2 separate regions of the Capra hircus genome follow, and region 2 is linked to region 1. A link is a contact called in public Hi-C data. All regions are on one chromosome and are shown on one strand. The core of a region is the stretch at or near the end of the contact, and the rest is flanking DNA. Distances in the headings are between cores, read along the strand shown. Region 1 has its middle 54 kb from the start of CTDP1. Region 2 overlaps ATP9B (probable phospholipid-transporting ATPase IIB).

Region 1 (2,703 bases), core at 85-2,584:
CCAGCCTTCTGAGGTTAGCACCATCCACTGAAGGGCCATGAAAGTGAGCATCTTCCTGGCCAGCCTGGGATCTGCAGTTAGACGTGGCCGTGGCCGCACTGGACTGGGGCTCGTTCCTCACTTGGTTTCTCGAGCGGAGAGAAGCTTCTGCACGAGCACACGAAACTGATGAGGGACCCTGGGGCAGGAGCGGCCTCTGCCGACGGTGGGCGGCTGCCGCACGCACAGGGCCACCTTCCTTGGAAGCCAGGGGCAGCTGTCGAACAAGATTGATTGTCACCAGGAGAGTCCTCTGTGAGAATCGGCACATTAGACGATGCTGGAATTTCTAAGTTTCCTCAGAGGCGAAGCCAGCTCTTGGATGGCATGGTTTCAAGGAGGCTGGCATGGACAATCCTCCAGCAAGGCTCGAAATCCCACCAGCACCTTCCAGCCATTAGCTCCAGTTGGGAAGACAGAGGCCCCATCTCAGCGTGCGAATGCGGTGGGTGGGCAGTGGTTCCTGGGGCACGGCGCTCAGTGGAGAAGGCCACCGGGATCAGGCAGTGGTGTCCCCCATGGAGGGAGGAGGAGGTGGGAGCACACAGGCCCTGGAGACCCAGCTGTGGAGTCGTCAGCTGCTGGGAGGGTTGACAGGTGGGACGGGGACAGTGCCCGAGGCTGGGGCACCGAGGGGCAGAAGGGACCCAAGGTGGCTTGGGGAGTGAGCCGGACTCACGTACTGGTGCAGGGCCTCGATCTGCCACCGTCCAGGGCCTCACCTCACAGTGGGGAGTTACAGGAGCGAGCCTTCCCCGCAGTTAGCGCGGAGGATGCGGCCCTGCAGAGCGGGAGGGGCGGGAGCGGGGCCTCCTGACGCGCCTCGTCTTGGGCCGCTCCTGACACGGCTCCTCGTGCTTGTTCACGCCCCTGTGGGTTTACTCATCCACACATTCGCTCAGAGGTCAGCAACGTGGGATCGGCTGTTTAAGCAGACGTCAAGCCCTTACCTGGTTCGGCCAGGGCGGTGCAGGCAGCGGCCGTGGCGTCTGTGTCCATGGGGAGGCGGGCCGGGCCAGTCCACCTGGGAGAAGCTGGTTCCCACGGCCCGGCCGGTGCGGGGCTCAGACATGGTGACTCAGTGGGTGGCTCCCGGTCACATGAGTCACAGAGCCGCCGCCCAGCCGGGCGCTGCAGGTGTCCGCCTGGGTGTGACCGTTGAAACCGGCCCCACCAAACACTGCAGGTTCATCTAGCACTTCGTTTGCCCAACTTTGAAGTCACCAGACAAAAGCCTGGACGGCCTTTGGCAAAGTCGACGTGAGTTTCTCTGCTCACTCCACTTCGCAGGTGTCGCTGTTAATCCTATAAAAGCGGCTCCTCCGGCCCTGGAGGACCGTCCCGGCCAGGCCCACCTGGGCCCCCACGGCGCCCGAGGCCCCCGCCCCACCCCCAGGAGGTGGCAGAGCAGAGCCGCCCGGTCGGGACTCACACGTGTGCAGAGGCGATGCCAGCGCCGGCTCCTCGGGGCCAGTGCCAAAGAATACATTCCTGCTGGGCTGAGTCACGGCTGGTCGAGCCCCACGCGCGGCAGCAGGGGCTCAGCGAGCTCTGGGGCAGCGGCCCCACAGCGGGCGTGACGGGGAGAGGCAGGGGCCCTCGGGGCAGCCGTGGCCCAGCATTCCCCCGGATGCTGGTGTGCGGTCCCTGGGGTCTCAGACGCGGGCACTCGAGCTTCTCTACGTGCTCAGTGAGCCATGCGGGCCGGCTCCCCTCCCCTGGGACTTGTGGGCCCCCTGGAGCTGCCCGTCTCTGGGCGAGGGCAGGCAGACCTGCTCGGGACCTGGTGGACACGCAGCCTGCATCTTCCAGGGAACGACACGCGAGAGGGATTTAGCACAAGAGCAACAGGGCAGGGTCCGGCCTCAGGTGACTGGGGACGACTGGCTGCCAGCTGTGGAGCCAGAGCGCAGCGCTGGGCGATGAGAACGTCGGAGAAAGTCCCTGTTCCTCCCGGCGCGCCGTCATTCTGCACGGCTCCGTCCGCGAGGGGTGCAGGAGGCTGGGGCCCAGGCCCAGCGCGGGGACGTGCCTGAGCCCGTCAGCGAGGCTGGCCTTCATTTCTGTAATTTCCTAGAGAGGTCCTGCCTGGCCGTTCACTTTCTCGGGAGGTTAAATGAAGGCTTGAAAGAAAGATGGCAGAGCACACACATGCTCCGTTCTCCTCTGTAACAGGAGCGGTTCCAGCGGTGGTGACCTGTCCTGTTACCAAGAAAGGCGCAAATATATTCAGTTTCAGAGGAGGGGTAGAGGCCTGGCCCAGGTGGAGGGGTGTGGTGGGGGCAGGGGGCAGCATGGAGGCCCGTGGGCAGGAGGAGTGGAGGCCTGGCCCAGGTGGAGGGGTGGGGTGGGGTGGGGTAGGGGCAAGGAGCAGCATGGAGGCCCGTGGCCAGGCTGGCTGACTGGGCAGCACGTGGACAGGCCCAGCAGCGGCGTTAGGCACCCCCAGGGGTGAGGGTGTCTCCCAGACACACACTCAAGTCCAGCCCTGGGGTCCCCAAACGGGCCCTTCTGCACACGTGACTGAGATGAGCTCGTGCTGGAGCAGGGTGGCCTGCGCCCAGCATGAGGGCTGCCCTTGAGGAAAGGGCACATTTGGACATGGACACACCCAGGAAGAGGCCGTATGACCACGGAGACAGAGAGCAGGGATGCCCTGGGTTT
Region 2 (2,798 bases), core at 270-2,769, 110 kb after region 1:
TCCGGGGGCAGGTGACCGGGCCAGGTGCCGGGCAGGGGACGTGAAGACGCAGTCTGGACCAGACACCCGGCCCCATCATAGAATCAGAGCCGCCTTGGCTCAGCCGGCCGGTCTCTGCACTTTCAGGTCGCGAAGAGCCTGAGAGCCCTGAAGCGATGTTAGGTCACTTTGAACAAACAGCATCCAGGGTTCAGCGCAGCCGCCTGAGACCTTGGGACTTGGGCTCAGACCTGACAAGGCCATCCTAGAGGGCTCCACCTGGTGACACCCAGACACACAGGGGCCGCAGGGAGATGGCAGGGAGGGTGAAGCGCGCGGCTGCAGGCGGGCGGGGGTGGGGGGTAGGGCCCCGCCTGGCCCAGAACCGGGGGTGGACTGTGTCCTCGCTGTTGGGGGGTGCGCCCTGGGGCCCAGCTCCACAGGCTGTGTCTCAGGCAGCGTGGGTCATGGGCCTGCCTGGGAGGACCCCTCCGGCTCTGCTGGCCCCGGGCGCGGGCTGCGTGACTGGGACAGGGGCCGGGGGACCGCTGCCTGGGGACCCGAGGCCCTGCCCCCGCACCCCAGCCCCCTCCGTGCGTCACCCCGTCCTGCCTTTGCTTCACTCGCTGCTCAGAGGTTGTGTCCGCCCTTGGCTCTCCCTTGAGTCCTGACCGGCCGCCCAGCTGATGGATAGACGCAGAGCTCCGAGGGGCCTGAGCAGGGCTGGATGGACAAGCCGTGTGGGCCCAGCCTCCCCTTGGGAGCTCTGGCCTCCTTGGAAGAAGCCACCACGGCCCGTGGCCCGCGGCCCCCAGCAGAGCATCCTATGACCGGGGCCGGAGAGTCCCACCTGACCCGTCACCCCAGCTCAGAGCCCGCCAGGCCCACGGTGGCTGCTCGCCCAGTCGGCAGAAGGGACTGGGGGGTCGGGCAGGGACTTGGGGGCCCCTCCACACGCTGGCCTCCCTGAGCCAGGCGGGCCCCCGACCCTGAAGGCAGTGGGGCTGGGCTGTGGAAGGGGCTGGGGTTGGCCTTTCTCTGTGGCAGCCACAGAGCCCAGGCCTGGGAACTGGCTTGGAGAAGAGCAGGGAGGGTCTCTGGCTTTACAATCACGTGGCTGTGAGACTCGGAAAGTTCTGCTTTTAGGAAAACGGTACATGACCTCGGTCCTCCTGGGCCCCAGAGTTCTGCCCACCCAGAGTCTCCCGGCCACCAGGCACAAGAGCAGGGGCCGCGGGCGGGGTCATCCCGGGAGATCAGGAGGTGTCGCCCGCACTTTACCATTAAGGGGGCCCCGGTCTCCGTCCAGAGTGGATGCCGCGTGGACACAGGCCCGTGCCTGAACTCTGCGAACGCGCGGGGCATCTAGCCCAGACCGCTGACTGACCCAAGCGCCCGAAGTTGGGCCGCCGGCCTTGGCTGCATTCCTTAGTTTCTAGCGCCACCTGCTGGAGTTGCGCGGAATTACACCTGCTCTGCGCGCTCTGTTCATCTGGAGCCCAGCCAGGCCGCCGTCTGCAGGAGCCTGAGCAGGAACCGCCCGCTGAGAGGCTCTGGGATCACAGGGGCGTGGCCACCGCGCCCCGTCCTAGGGACGCAAACCAGTGCCACCTGCCTGTTGTGCGGGCCCTTCCCGGCAGCTTGGGATGAGGCCCCCGCTGGGACAGAGGGACACCAGGAGACGTTCGGATCGGTGGTCAGAGCAGGGTTTAGCGGAAGTCGGAGAGCCAGCACAGTGCTTGTGCAGATGGCCAGCTTCTCCGAGTCGAAATGACTCCAGCAAAAAGGGCTTCCAGAACCTGCAGGGTGGACCTGCCCAGCAGCAGTCAGGGCAGCCTCCTCGGGACCCCAGGGTCTGCCTGTTTGGGGGCCACAGGACTGTTTGCTGAGTGAGGAGCTGGGTGTGTGAAGGGCTTCCGACTGACGGCCTTTCCTTGTGGGGACGCGGCCGGGGACCAGAGTGAGCAGCCAGGGGTCACTCGTCCTCCCTGGGATGCACCCTGGGAAGTGGCCACCCAGATGGGACTCAGAGCACAGCCTAGAGGAGGAAGCGCTCTCCCATGGAAGCACCGTTGAGGGGCCCACAGACCGCCCGAGTGCCAGGAGCCAGAAGCAGCAGCAGACGCAGACAAACACCAGGACGGGGACAGCTGAACTAACAGCAGAGCCTCGGACACACGTGCGTGGCTGCTGTGGGCATGGAAAGACTGTGCGGGCGCCTGGGGCCGGGGTGCGCCTGTGGGAGGTGTGGGGAGGGTGTGGCAGACACGGCCTGGACAGAATGGAGGCTTTATTCTGGTGAAGAAGGGCGACTCTCTGCTATGACATCAAAGAAAGAGCCTGAATGTTAGTTGGGAAGTTGCAAGATAGTAAATAAACTTTCATTTCAGTTCCCAGAACAGCAGAGAACGATGGTGTTTTCCAGTAACAGGGCTCATATTCATGGAAACTCAAGCTGGTGCTACATGTAAATTAAACTCTGAAAAACAACAGAAAGGGGAGGAAAGGAAATCCAGCCTGATGAGGACAAGGGGGTGAGTCCATGGCGCCTGGGCGGGATGTCCACGGCGCCTGGGCGGGATGTCCACGACGCCTGGGCGGGATGTCCACGGCGCCTGGCTGGGTCACCTGGGCCCTTCTGGCCTCACAGCCTCTCAGCAGCTGCAGTGCTCCAGACACCACAGCCACCAGCTGCAGGTGCAGGGAGGGGCTAGGAGGAGAGCTTGGAGTAGCTGGGCGGGGACAGTTTCCGCTTCAAGTACTTCAGGACATAGAGAGGGAGGCAGCTGACCACTGTGATGGCTGACACTTTCCACACG

Evidence for each region. Hi-C and Micro-C count contacts between places; a contact is called where the count stands out from the background.
Region 2: a contact with region 1 is called in a Hi-C map of blood, with 2.1 times the contacts expected there. The contact joins two enhancer-like sites. A contact is called at or near these places in 2 of 5 Hi-C or Micro-C datasets (both in blood).

The regions. Positions count from the first base shown.
Region 1 is chr24:639,832-642,534 of ARS1.2, forward strand. No RefSeq gene overlaps it. Among named protein-coding and RNA genes, the nearest start is that of CTDP1, 54 kb to the left of the region's middle. Within about 2 kb of position 1,335, at least 3 of the 5 cell types and tissues checked have an H3K27ac peak or open chromatin away from gene starts, as enhancers often do.
Region 2 is chr24:752,097-754,894 of ARS1.2, forward strand. ATP9B (probable phospholipid-transporting ATPase IIB) reads right to left here. Exons shown (of 27, transcript XM_018039529.1): 27 at 2,252-2,798. The coding sequence ends at 2,690. Among named protein-coding and RNA genes, the nearest start is that of NFATC1, 11 kb to the left of the region's middle. Within about 2 kb of position 1,520, at least 3 of the 5 cell types and tissues checked have an H3K27ac peak or open chromatin away from gene starts, as enhancers often do.